Regions from separate parts of the Mus musculus genome. Here region 1 is linked to region 2. A link is a contact called in public HiChIP or PLAC-seq data. All regions are on one chromosome and are shown on one strand. Each heading gives the region's core, a stretch centred on a gene start, on an enhancer-like site or on the middle of the called end of the contact. The rest is flanking DNA. Distances are from core to core; before and after follow the strand shown. Region 1 overlaps Gm32840 (a long non-coding RNA gene). Region 2 has its middle 5.9 kb from the start of Gm41392.

What was found. HiChIP or PLAC-seq counts read pairs in DNA pulled down with a chosen protein or histone mark.
Region 1: a contact with region 2 is called in an H3K27ac HiChIP or PLAC-seq map of embryonic stem cells, with 5 times the contacts expected there. The contact joins two enhancer-like sites. A contact is called at or near these places in 1 of 39 promoter capture datasets (liver), 1 of 15 datasets of contacts at CTCF or cohesin (the NIH/3T3 cell line) and 4 of 115 datasets of contacts at active chromatin or transcription factors (cardiomyocytes, embryonic stem cells and epiblast stem cells).

What each region holds. Positions count from the first base shown.
Region 1 is chr15:97,055,264-97,061,663 of GRCm38.p6, forward strand. All of the region lies in intron 1 of Gm32840 (a long non-coding RNA gene), which reads left to right. Slc38a4 (solute carrier family 38, member 4) reads right to left here and starts at 693. Exons shown (of 16, transcript NM_027052.3): 1 at 592-693. Within about 2 kb of position 4,373, at least 14 of the 459 cell types and tissues checked have an H3K27ac peak or open chromatin away from gene starts, as enhancers often do. A contact at or near this core is called in embryonic stem cells, where this site is marked.
Region 2 is chr15:96,485,499-96,491,604 of GRCm38.p6, forward strand. No RefSeq gene overlaps it. Among named protein-coding and RNA genes, the nearest start is that of Gm41392, 5.9 kb to the right of the region's middle. Within about 2 kb of position 3,868, at least 74 of the 459 cell types and tissues checked have an H3K27ac peak or open chromatin away from gene starts, as enhancers often do. A contact at or near this core is called in embryonic stem cells, where this site is marked.

The DNA of each region.
Region 1 (6,400 bases), core at 3,123-5,622, 570 kb after region 2:
ATCAAGAGACCAGCGAGTCTATTTTAAACCCTGAACCCGTGTTCCCCCACCACCTCCGGCGGGCGGGGGGTCATAGGCACACTTCCAGCAACTCGGGTAGCACCTAGTGGGCACGATCCCCAAGGGTGAGGAGCCAGATCCTAGGAAGGGTGAGACCCTCTTTATAAGGCAGCTGCTATCGTTCAAGGAGGTCCCACAACAAAAATCTCAGAGCCAATAGACCTCCAGTCGGCAAGCCCACACCAGTCTCTGGAGACGGCCACGCAGGCACAGTTCGAATAGGAGCCTTCAAAAAAAGCCCCTCAAGCTATCCCCTCCGCCTGCCCTGGTTTACTTCACTTCTAGTCACTGAAATAACCCAGTTAGCCTGTAGTTCTAAGGTACAACCAACAAATTTTGACCCTACACAGTTCCGAGACCTGAATGCCCCACGTGCGCTTGTCCCCACGCGCGCGCGGGGGCACACACATACACGCGCGCACACACGCGCAAACATACACACACACACACACACACACACAAGTTAGGATCTAGCCCTAAAATTCCACGCTGAGTCGTTTTTTAAGAGAAAATATACCACATTTAACTCACCCGCCTTTCTGTCTACCCTCTTCGGGTTGGAATCCAATGGATGTGGCGGCAAGGGTTAGACCGGGAGACCCTTCCGTCTTCTCTATTGGCTTCCCAAAGAGTGGAAATTTCCATCCTGTGATAGGGGGCAGCATCTCGATCTCCTTTCTTGAGGACCCTCCCTTCCAGCCTAGCCACCAATAGCAGTGCAGGAACCTGATCTGTCAACAGAAACATCTTTCCAGGTGGAGTCTAGCTGTCCAGCTGTCCTTTTAGAGGGAAGCCTGGAGCCCAGAGAGCAATGGAGGCCCCTCCACCCGCCCTGGGTCTTGTTACCAAAGAGTTTGGTGTGAGTTCATTTTCGACTGTGAAGTTTCTTTATTTGGGGGGATTTTCCTGTGTGCAGGATATATCTACATCGTTAAGTAGGTAAAAGTAGTCAGTGTAGAGTATTCGACAAACAACTTTTTCACGGACTACACAGCTTACTGTCACCACATAACACAAAGCAAACAAATAGAATATGGTGGTCACAGTAAAAATCTCTATGCAATACAAGGGCAACCTTGCCGTCACCCACTTGTGAACCTTTCCTGTAATTCTCTTATGGGGTCCTAGTTTAAATATGATTCTGAGTACAAAGGAAGCTATAATAAACTACATTTTCTGCTCGCTAGGAGGGTCTTAAGGAAAAATATGTATATGGAACCATTTTCTGATAAAACCATTTTCTGACACTAAGCATAGTTCCCGCTTCAAAGAAGGTCCGTGTTTATTTAATAAAAGTTGCCATTCTTTTTTGGCAGAAGGGGTTCACTGGTGGAGAAGTGGCCTCTGAAGATTTAACAGACCCACCAGGGACACAGACAGGGCTTTTGGAACTCTCACGCGCCCAACGTAAATTATGAAGAGCTGCCGGTCTAACTGTCTGTCTTCAGGAAGGACACTTAGCTCTTCCCATTTCATAGCTCCTGTATTAGAACAGTACTAGAACATGGCGGCACTTCAGAAAGAAAACAATGTAACAACAGAAACATCTGCATGCTAATAAGGAACACTCAAAACGTTCCATCAGTGATAGATCTCTCTATGTCTCTTGTCTCTATGTGTGTCTCTGTCTCTGTCTTTCTCTCTTCTCTCTCTCTCTCTCTCTCTCTCTCTCACACACACACACACACACACACACACACACACACACACACACACACCTCAGATTATACAAAACAGTTCAACAGAAGGGTAGCAACAGAAGAATATATAACTTCTACCACAGCATGATTTTGTACCACCCCCCCCCCAAAAGCACAATATATATAAGAAATATTTAGTTTCACGAGAGTAGGTTAGCAATCCTGGTCAAATATGATATATACACCCTTTTGGTTTCTCCTGGCAAGAAGTTCAATTTTGTGGAGTTAGAATATAACAGAATAATTTTAAAGTCCCCTTCAGCTTGTTGAAATTGGGTTTTATTTATACTGTGCTATCTCACCATTGCCTCTTTAATAACACGTAAGGAGTGTATGTAGTAAGCTACTAGCAGGTCATAATGGCTGGACCACAATAAAAGGATTTGAGGCAGGAGAAAGATTTCTATCTCTCAGGGCCTGACCTGAGACACAGGAGAAGCCAAGGCAAGCCCATAAACAGAATATCAGTGGGGAAAAAACATGGCTGAAAGCAAATAGTTCCTTCATGCCAGCAGCTCATGCCCGAGAGATGTATAACTGCCCAACTTTTCAAAACCAGGAATCCTAGCATCCATCTTTCCTTTCTTGTCCTTTTTAATTTTTTAAAAAGTATTTATTTTACGTGTATGGGAATTCTGCCTGCACATACACCTAACATGGGCGTGTCTGGTGCTCTCAAGCTAGAAGGTAGTGTCGGATCCCATGAAACTACGATTACAGGGAGTTGTGAGCCACCACATGAGTGCTGGGAATCAAACTCAGGTCCTCTGGAAGAGCAGCAAGTGCTCTTAAACACTGAGTCATCTCTCCAGCTAACTTGTAAATAAACTATTTATTTAATCACCTTAGCTCATACCAAAAAAAAAAAAAAAAAAAAAAATCAAAAGCTATGGTTCATTGCCTGGTGTAATAGGAAACTACGTGTTATTCATTTATATATGCTGGAACTACGAGTCAGGTTATGGGCTGAGGGGAAATTATGCTAATTTTATCTATAAAGCATTGGCATTCCGATTCAAGTGCAATCCGCTCATCTTTGGTGGGGACTGCACTTCACTGGAGTTGCAGAAGGTCCCAGAGTAATGTGGAGACGCCAGACACAACTGAAAAGCCTGGTTGTCTCTCTGCTGTGAAAATTGACCAGGAAAGGCCATGTAGCCGTGACCTGGTTCCTCCGGGGTCATGGAAACCAGTGTTCTAAGGGGCAGGAAGCTGAGTGGCCAGTCCTATGAAGCTTCTCGTGGGACCTCACTGACACGCATTTTGGTTTCGCGTGAGATCATGCTCTGCCTTTGGAGAAGACACCCTCTACCATGATTTTATGGTCACCCCACAGGGACAAATTAGTTCCATTCTAGAGACTTGATTTTTCTGAAGAAAAAAAAAAAACAGACAAAAATTGTTGATACCGCTTGCCTGGAACATACCTTGTTCAGACACTATCACAAGCTTACCTAGTGACAAAAGAAAAGAAACTGTGGGTGTTGGAGCAAGTGAAGTAAGATTCAGTGGGGGGCTGCTCACACTCTGTAAAGCTTCACCAGCTAAAATGTCTCTCCTCAAAGGTCTGTAAGCGACTCTACGTGCAGACAACCAAGCAGTCAAACGACTAAGACCTTCACTCTCCTTTCTGGCTCTAACCCTCGGGCCATCTAACCCTTGGGCCATCCGCCATGCGTGTCCTAACTGCTGGCGTTCTAAAGCTCTCACTGGCCCCTAGCTTCCTAAGACCGGTGGCTTTCCACTGCTGTTTCCCCTCTTCCTGGAACCCCTTGCTATGGGTTCCAGCTGTCAGTTTCACCTCATTTCTCACCGTTCAAGCCTGAGTGCCATGTTAGTGCCACGGTGGTTTTGTGGTGGGGATTGTTGGGGTTGGGGTTGGGGGGGGGGAGCTTATACGACTTCAGTAGGAAGGGGGAAATCGCCCAGCCTACACAAAGCTCAAAGAATTGCCTCTGTGCCCCTCCATGCAACTGCTACCGACCTACCAGAATTCCCTATTCTGTTTCCCCGGAGGCCAGTGTCCTTTCTGCCTCACCTCTGATAAAGCCGTTAGGGGAAAAAGAGACAGCACAAGGCTGTCCTGGTCTCTCATCACCATCCTCCCGGGCTAGCCTTCAAGAGCCCATAAACAAATGGCTGTGCGCCTACGGCAAGCTTGGGGAGTGGGGCATCTGGGAAGAACGCTCTTGGCCGGACTGAGGGCTCATGGGTTTGCATAAGGGAACCCTGTGAGTAGTCACAACTTTAAGGTGCTGCCTTCCCTCGAGGGGGTCATTCTCTTCTAGCCTCTGCCTATAAATAGCCCCATATTTGTGTATTGTGACCCCCCTCCCCCAAACCATACGATTTGGCAGACTTTGATTGGGTGCCTCCTAATGTACAGGTACGAGGGGACAGGAGTGAACAGGCACAGCCCTGTCCTTGTAGAGGTTGTAATTTGGTAGGGGAAAATATTTTCGCCAAAGCGTGACACAAGCGTGTGTGAAGGGACACAACCATACTGGAGAGAAACTTCACTAAGGAGGAAAATGGCGGATGGGGTGGGGCCGTCGGACTTGTTTACCTAGCTGTAGCTCAGGCGTGCTTGCATGCCTGTGAGAGGGAGCTCTGTCTGGATAGTGCTCCAGAGATGGAGGGAGCACTCAGCCCCTCCCCCTGGAGTCAAGGGCTCTGGAGCAGGAAGAACATGGCTCCTGTTCAGGCGCCCTCTCCTTACTCTCCCCAGAGCCTGGCAAGCGAGTGTTTCCAAATTCGGTAAAAGAGAGACTCTGGTTTCATTTCTGCCTTCCTGTCAGGCTGCCTGGGTGGCCTCGTCACCCTGAGCATCATAGTTCACTGTCAGGTCATTCTCTTTGCCATCTGAGGGGAAATGATCTCACTGGTGTACGTATGCGGGGTTGCTGGGAGGGGGCAGGGTTAGGGTTCTTCCTGATAGAGAATCTTCTATTGATGTGAAAAGTAAGGGAAGAACAACTTTTTACCTCAACGGACTACAGGGAGTTCGGGGGTGGTTTGGTAGCTATAAGAAGCCTACCTGGAGAGAGCCTGGCTGAATTTGGTCTGATGCGGAGACCTTGGGTGTCCCAGTTTTAAGAAGGGCGAGACATGCAGAGCAGAGGGAGAACTCCTCTAAACCTTAAACAAGCAAGCGGAAACATGAGAGGGTCGATTTGAAACTGTGATTGATGGTCAGGCCCACGACTGTTCTTAAACCCGTGCTGGCATATTGCAGCATGCTGTGCGTTAGGAAAGATGTGTTGCAAGATCCTGCAATATTTAATGAGTAAAGGACAAAGTCATACCTCAGCTCGTGGCTCAGCTTATAGCTTGTAACGAAACCAATGTTCGCGCTGTCCATTGCATTCGTAGTAACTAGTGGGGGAGTCCGAGCAGGTAAACTTGACCATTCCTATTCAACGGACCGGATCAGCAAGTGTCAAGATGGCTGAAGTTTTGGTGTCTGACTATAATCCCAAGTGTCCTCATCCATTTGAGTCTTCCTTCTCTCTATAAACTCATCCCTCGGCCTCCCAGGCTCTCCCTTTGAGATGATCTGACGATACAGAATCCTACTCTTTGGCTACACACACCCTTCACACAGCTTTGATTGCCGTTTGGTAGAGAAGTACTTCCAATGAAATGTGACGTTGGGACACTGCCCTAACTTAGCTTAAATGGCCTGTACCAATCCCAGCATGCCTAGTCACTATCCTATCCACTCTTTCAAGGTGAGAAAGTTTATTCCACGCCCAGGGAGATGGCTCAGCGGGGAAAGTGTTTGCCTCATCCTGAAAACCCACAATGAGAGAGCAGGCATCGCTTGGAAGCCCAATGTAGGGGAGCCCAAAAGACAGGAGGAGCCTGGGGTTTGCTGGTCATCCAGTACAACTGAATTTTGTAAGCTCTACATTGAATGGGAAATGCTATCTAAAAAAAATAAGGTAGCGTGGAATTGAGAACACACCGGAGATTGACCTCTGGCCAACACATACACGCACACACAAAGCACACTGCAAACCACACACCGCACACCACACACCAGGGGACAAAGGGAGGGAACGAAAGAATGTTGGGAGCACAAAGGTTTTGATCACAGATAGCGCTAGGGAGACCAGGAATGTTAAACACATGCAGGGCTGCCTGGAAAAAGACGTATAACCTGTTTTCTGCCCTAAAGGCTGGGGATGGAGGTGGCCGATCACCTGGCAACCTCCGTGCTATCTGTAGGGCCAGATCATACCTGGCTCCCCCTAAGCTCCCACAGCTGGGACTGGAGGTGATTAGTGGCCCAGATGACCTCTGTACTAAATGCATGACTGAGACCTCCTCTAGGCTCTTAAGATGAAATCTACCTTTGGAGCCCATCTACCCGTCTTCATGCCAGAAATAACACGCACTTTGAGAAGTTTTGAAATTATGCCTCCTCACGCACATGGGATTGCGCTATACCAGGAAATTTTCCCCCCCAAATTGGACTGTGCTTAAAAATGCCTGAAATCAGCTATCCAGTGTCAGACTCTAGAGCAGTAGCTCCCAACCATTTAATACAGTTCCTTGGGTCATGGTGACCCCCAACCATAAAATCATTTCATTGCTACTTTATAACTATAATTTTGCTACTGTTATGAATTATAATG
Region 2 (6,106 bases), core at 2,618-5,117:
ACCCAGGCACCACCCATGTTAACAAGGTTTCCAGTGATGGTGATGGACTGAGTGGGTCTCCCCGGGCTGTGGCTTATTTCACACCTCACAGATGAACGCTGGGTGGCTTCAGCCCTTTTCTACTTCAAACAGCTGCATAATGAATCTTTTGTGTGTAGGTTCCTGTTTTTCCAGCGTTTGAAATCTCAGGGTTCCTCTCTGGTGTCATGGAAACAAAGCAAAAAATTCGTCTAATAATTTTACTAGGATCCACCATTTCTTCCCATTTCCTTTGTCAGACGTTTCACAGTTTGCCTTTCTAAGGGTGGGACGTGTCCAGTGATGACGTTTTTCATTTGCATTCTCTTACTGCTTGCGCCCATATTTCCCTAGGTCCCTAACAAAACGTTTACTTCCTGTGGTGAGAAGCTCTTTTGTATCAAAGCTCTTTATGCACCAACTCTTTCATTGTGACAAATAATGCAAATATTTTTTTTCTCACGACTTATTTTGTTATCACTGTGCTTAATATGTCTATTCCCAAGCAAAAGATTTTTATTACAGTTATTAACCGGGGGTGGCCCGGACATGTGTGTATCACAGTATGGCTGTGGAGGTCAGAGGACAACTTGTGAATGTTGACGCTCTCCTTCCACTCTGTATGTCTTGGGGATTGAACTCATGACCTTGGACTTGGCCTCAAGCACCTTTACCTGCTGAGCCATCTTGCTGGCCCACAATTTTTTTTTTATTCCTACCCAACCAATTTTTTTCCCTCTCTACATCCCCTAATTTATTGACCCTAGTTCCTTTCAAATTTTGGGACACCCTGAATGCCTTTGTGAGTCCTGTGGGGGGAAGGTCTGCTTTTCTGAGGCTAACTTGTGGAGAATGTACAGCATGTAGAGAAGGTGTGGAAATTGCACGAGAATGTAAGCCTAATGTGCTTAGGGGGCTAAGCATAAATTCACCGTGGCCGCCGGGCATCGGATGCAGTACAGTGTGTTCTAGCGCCTCTAACTTCTTTACGATCACTAACAGGTGCTCAATGGTGTTGGCTAGAAGTTCAAGCTGGGTCCATTACACTTTCTGGGCTGACTCTTCCTCTTATTGGCTTCCAAATAAATTGTTGCATCAATGCAGGTTTGCAAAGCGCTGGGGCTTCCCACTGTGGCCGCTGGTGAAGCAATTCGTGTAATGAAAACACATAGACTTCTGACACATTGGGAGGCTCTAGGGAGAGCAGATTACATTTGCTTCCCTGGAGTGAGTTAATTAAGAGAAGTCAATGGAAGTTCTGTCATCAGTTCGGCTCTTCTGCCTCCGTTTCCTTACAGACGCATGGCGTATAGACTGCGCTTGGTTTTTTGATGCAAATCCCCAACTCAAAGAAGAGGTGTATGACCTAGGCGTGGCAGTCTCCTTCTCTGGAAATTATGTACATGACTTCATCTTGGACCACTCCATCTAATTTCCTATACTTCTGGCTGTTTCAGAAATGTGAGCCTTTGGCTGAAATGATAATATCATGTCATATATACATGTACATGTATGTATGTATGTATATATATATATATATATTCACATATATAGTTTCCATATAAATTATTTTCTTTAGTGTCACAGTAACAATGAAGCAGATGGAGACGTGCTTACTTGCTTCAGGAATAACTCAAGACTTTAAAACCATTTGTGTATGTCGCCAGTTGCGCAGAGATGTTACAAGGCTGTCTCCTACAGTCTCCCAGCAGCTGCAGAGACGTTCTCTGCAGTTGGCCAGAATCCAGCACACCAGCTTACTTTTCTGAACTTGATGAATGCAGGCACTATGTTAGCAAGGGAAAATGTGGGTAGGCAGATTATAGTGGTCGGAAAAGCGACTTGAGACATCGGGAGAGAGCAGATTCTGAGAGAGAACGAATGTGAGTAACTAGTCTGTGCTAGAGAACCACACTGCGACTATTCAGTGCTAGAGAGCCACTCTGTGACCGCTGTGACCGGTCACTGCTAGAGAGCTCCACCCCCACATCCCTGGCCACTCCAGGTGGAGTCAGTAATGTGAGGGTGGAGTCAGGGGTGTGAGGGTGGAGTCAGTAATGTGAGGGTGGAGCCAGGGGTGTGGGGGTGGAGTCAGGGCAAAAACCAGAACTCATTTTAATAGAATGATAAAATAATAGAGAAAAGCAAGACGAAAAACCACATATGGGAGGTGAAATTAAGGTAGAAGAAATTAAATTCATCTTTCCCATAGTCAAAATAAATACAAATAGACTACACTTTTAATCAAAACATAGATTGTAGCACTTGATTATAAAAGTATATAGCTATTAAGGGGTAAAAGGGGACGGTAGTTTTGAAGCGGCTTATAGTATGTGGCCCAGTTAAAGAGAAGAATTGGAAAAAAACAAACAAAAAAAATCAAAAAACCAAAACAAAACAACAAAACAAAACAAAACAAAACAGAGCTGAGCCGATGGCTCAGCAGGTAAAGCGCTTCCCCCCAAGTGTAAGGACAGGAGTTCAGGTCCCCAGCACCCATGTACTTGCTGGCTGGGTATGGAGGTCACAGGAGAGTTAGAGACAAAGAATGCCAGAACAGGCTGACCAGCAAGAGAGCTGAAAAGGGCTGGTGTGGGCCACTCAGCGAGACCTTATCATAAGCATAAAGCATAAAAGAAAGAGCCTCGTTGAGCAATGGAACGGCTGCGTCGTATAACCATGCGCCTCTAACCCAGTTCTTGGTAACAGGCAGAGACTTTCTACCCCCTGCATCTTTATATGATAACAGTTATTTCCCTCGAGGCCAACACCGGTGGCAAAGAAGAGATGGGAAATGCCAGCGGGACCTTGCCTGTTTCAAGAGCTTGCTTCTAGCCAGTACTCCAGGCGAGGATAACAGATCATGCCTGGCAGCCTGGTGGGTTCCAGGACAGCCGGAGCTACACCGAGAAACCCTGTCCCAAATGAAACACAAAACACAAATCAAAAACGAACAAACCCAGCCGTTCTCCTGCGTGTGCCCACGGAATATAACGTAAACATATTGGAACACAGCTGTGCAAAGCTGACCTTGCTTGTCTCTTTTCTGCCCCTTCCTGTTTTTAGTATTTATTGATTTGCTTGCTTGTGTGTGGAACGCACGCTGTGGTGCGTACGTGGAACTCAGAAAACAACTTACAGGAGTGAGCTCTTTCCTCCTTTTATGGGTTCTGGAGGTTTGTCTCTCTGCCTGTCGGGCTTGGCCACAAGGACCTTTACCCACTGAGCCATTCTCCCTTTCTAGAAATTGTGCTTTTCATATTAGAACAGTGAAACTGAGTCTCAGGGCCAGGACTTAGAAAAATTAAAAACCAGGTACTCTAAATAAAAATAAATAAATAAATAAATAAATAAATCTGCCAAACAATTCTGCCTGAAGACAGTTGCTTATTGACCAATGCAAAGGAAATCCACACCCTCTCCAACATCCACAAGCTGCTACAAATTAACGAGAAAAAAAAAAAAAAAAGGAGGAGACCCTGGGGAGCCAAGTGCCATTTTGCAGAAATGATGAGCTCAGGAAACAGTTCTGGCCCCAAATCCCGTGGGAAACAAAGCAGGGCCAGTTGTGTCCTGAGGCTCTTAGACCCTGAGCCACACCCACTCGCTGGCTCTCTCACTCCCACTGTTTGCCTGCAGGGCTCTGGAAGACTCATCCCTGCCACCCCCTGATCACGAGAGTAAAAGTCGGTTTTCCAGTTGCTCAATTATGTAGTAGCTCAGCTGCTGTTTGGAGATTTTTATGGAATATTTTCTAAATATTTTACGAGCAGCCAGAGGCTATTGGTATTTGGCACCTTCCAGACAGTTCCAGAACGAAGTTTAAAGCGCAGTGTGTGAAGGCAAAAAAAGGTCCTTGTTGCGGAAGCAAGCATTGCACACCCTGGATAATTTAGACGTCTTTTAAACAGGCTGCTTATCCAACCGCGGGTTTTGAATTTAGATAGAGTTCCTTGAATAGAGCGATACAACGATGCCATTTCCCCCTCTGATGAGCTTCTGCTCTCAGAGTCTGATGTAGAGCCTGAGTTTTGATATGCACCTTAGATTTTCGTGAGTTTGCATTTTAAAAGATATATCTAGTCGTAATTAATGTGTATAAGTGTTTTGTCCACGTGTGTGTCTGTGTGGGACTTGCATACAGTGCCCCCGGAGGCCAGAGGAAGGTATCGTATCCTCTGGACGGAGCCCTCTATGGATGGCTGTGAGCTCTGTGGTAGTGGGAACTGAACTGTCATCCTATGCTAGGAGAGCCAGTGCTCCTGACCACTCCCCATCTCCCCAACCCCTAGCTTGCATTGCTTCAAAAAACCGTCAGTGTGGTAGTAATAATTTTTTTTAGCAATAATAATTTGGATATTACTTTCCAAATTCCCTCTACTGTTGTGTTTTATAAAAAGAGAAGGAGAGAAGGAATGTTTGGTGTGGGGGAAGGGAGTGCCTCTGTGGGCCCATACTGAGACATCCCTTCTCTGTGAGGGACTAGACATGACTTTATAGTATAGAAGAGAGTTTATTCAGGGCACAGGGAGGGGAGGACAGAGGAGAGGGAGGGGGAGGGGAGGGGAGGGGAGGGGAGGGGAGGGGAGGGGAGGGGAGGGAGAGGAGTCCTCCTCCTCCTCCAGTGATCCTGTAAATTCAGACCTCAGAGCAGCCAGGAGTACCCGTGAGACCACAGCACCTGAGTCAAAGAATTTCACCAGTCACAGCAAGGTTCTCTAGCACTGACTAGTCACAGTGCTAGAGACTCCACCCCCACATCCTTAGCTCCACCCCCACTAATAAGGACTTTTTTTTTTTACATTCTGTATCTAGTGTTTTGTTTATCACTCCTAAACTGTTAGCATGCTGTCATAGTGTCTGATATAATTGTGTGTTTATTCAGCTCCTGGAGAGATAAGAAGGTTCTCATTACTCCCCTCTGGTTTTTAATGTATTTTCACCATTTTATATTTCTCGAATTAGTATTGCACGCAGTCGGTGACCGTTGTGGTTACCTAGATGTTTAACAATTTGTTTTTAATGGTACCATGATTTCCACCTCACCCTTTTGGGTTCCATCCACTAGCTCTTTAGCAAAATCTTTTCCCCCCAATTTTTTATTAGGTATTTTCTTCATTTACATTTCAAATGCTATCCCAAAAGTCCCCTATACCCCCTCCCCTACCCACTCACTCCCACTTCTTGGCCCTGGTGTTCCCCTGTGCTGGGGCATATAAAGTTTGCAAGACCAAGGGCCTCTCCTCCCACTGATGGCCGACTAGGCCATCTTCTGCTACATATGCAGCTAGAGACACGAGCTCTGGGGATACTGGTTAGTTCATATTGTTGTTCTACCTATAGGGTTGCAGACCCCTTCAGCTCCTTGGGTACTTTCTCCAGCTCCTCCATTGGGGGCCCTGTGTTCCATCCGATAGCTGACTGTGAGCATCCACTTCTGTGTTTGCCAGGCCCCAGCATAGCCTCACAAGAGACAGCTATATCAGAGTCCTTTCAGCAAAATCTTGCTGGCAAATGCAATAGTGTCTGCGTTTGGTGGCTGATTATGGGATGGATCCCCGGGTGCGGCAGTCACGCAAAATCTCTTTTACTTAGAGAGTAGTTATCTGAAGTAGCTTAGCTTCCCCGTGGAGAAGGGACTATTCCTCTCCATTAACACACAGCTTAGCTTCCTAGTGAAGGGAGGATAATTACATAAAACCATTCTCTCCATGGATGTCTAAGCCACTTTCCTTGTCTTTTGGCTTTGGCTCTGGAAGACTCTGACAAGCTTTAGCTTACCGGGGACCCCCTGAGTGAACACCTCAGAGCTGGGGATGGATGCAAAGAGCAAGAGGAATTTATTGTTCCAACGTGTTGGGATCACCCTACACCTGAAGGAGAGGTGGCGACCTCGTGCACGCAGCCCATTCGGTGAGTTTTTATACAGTTTTCAGAGCAGCAGCAACCAGGCACAATATGATTGGTGGAACAGTGTGCCCTTTAAACTTTAAAGTATTTAGGGACTGAGGTATCAAGGGCTTTCCTTGACTGTGGGGGTCCAACGGTCCCTGCACTCTGAGGAATGTGTTTACTTGCTCTGGGCTTT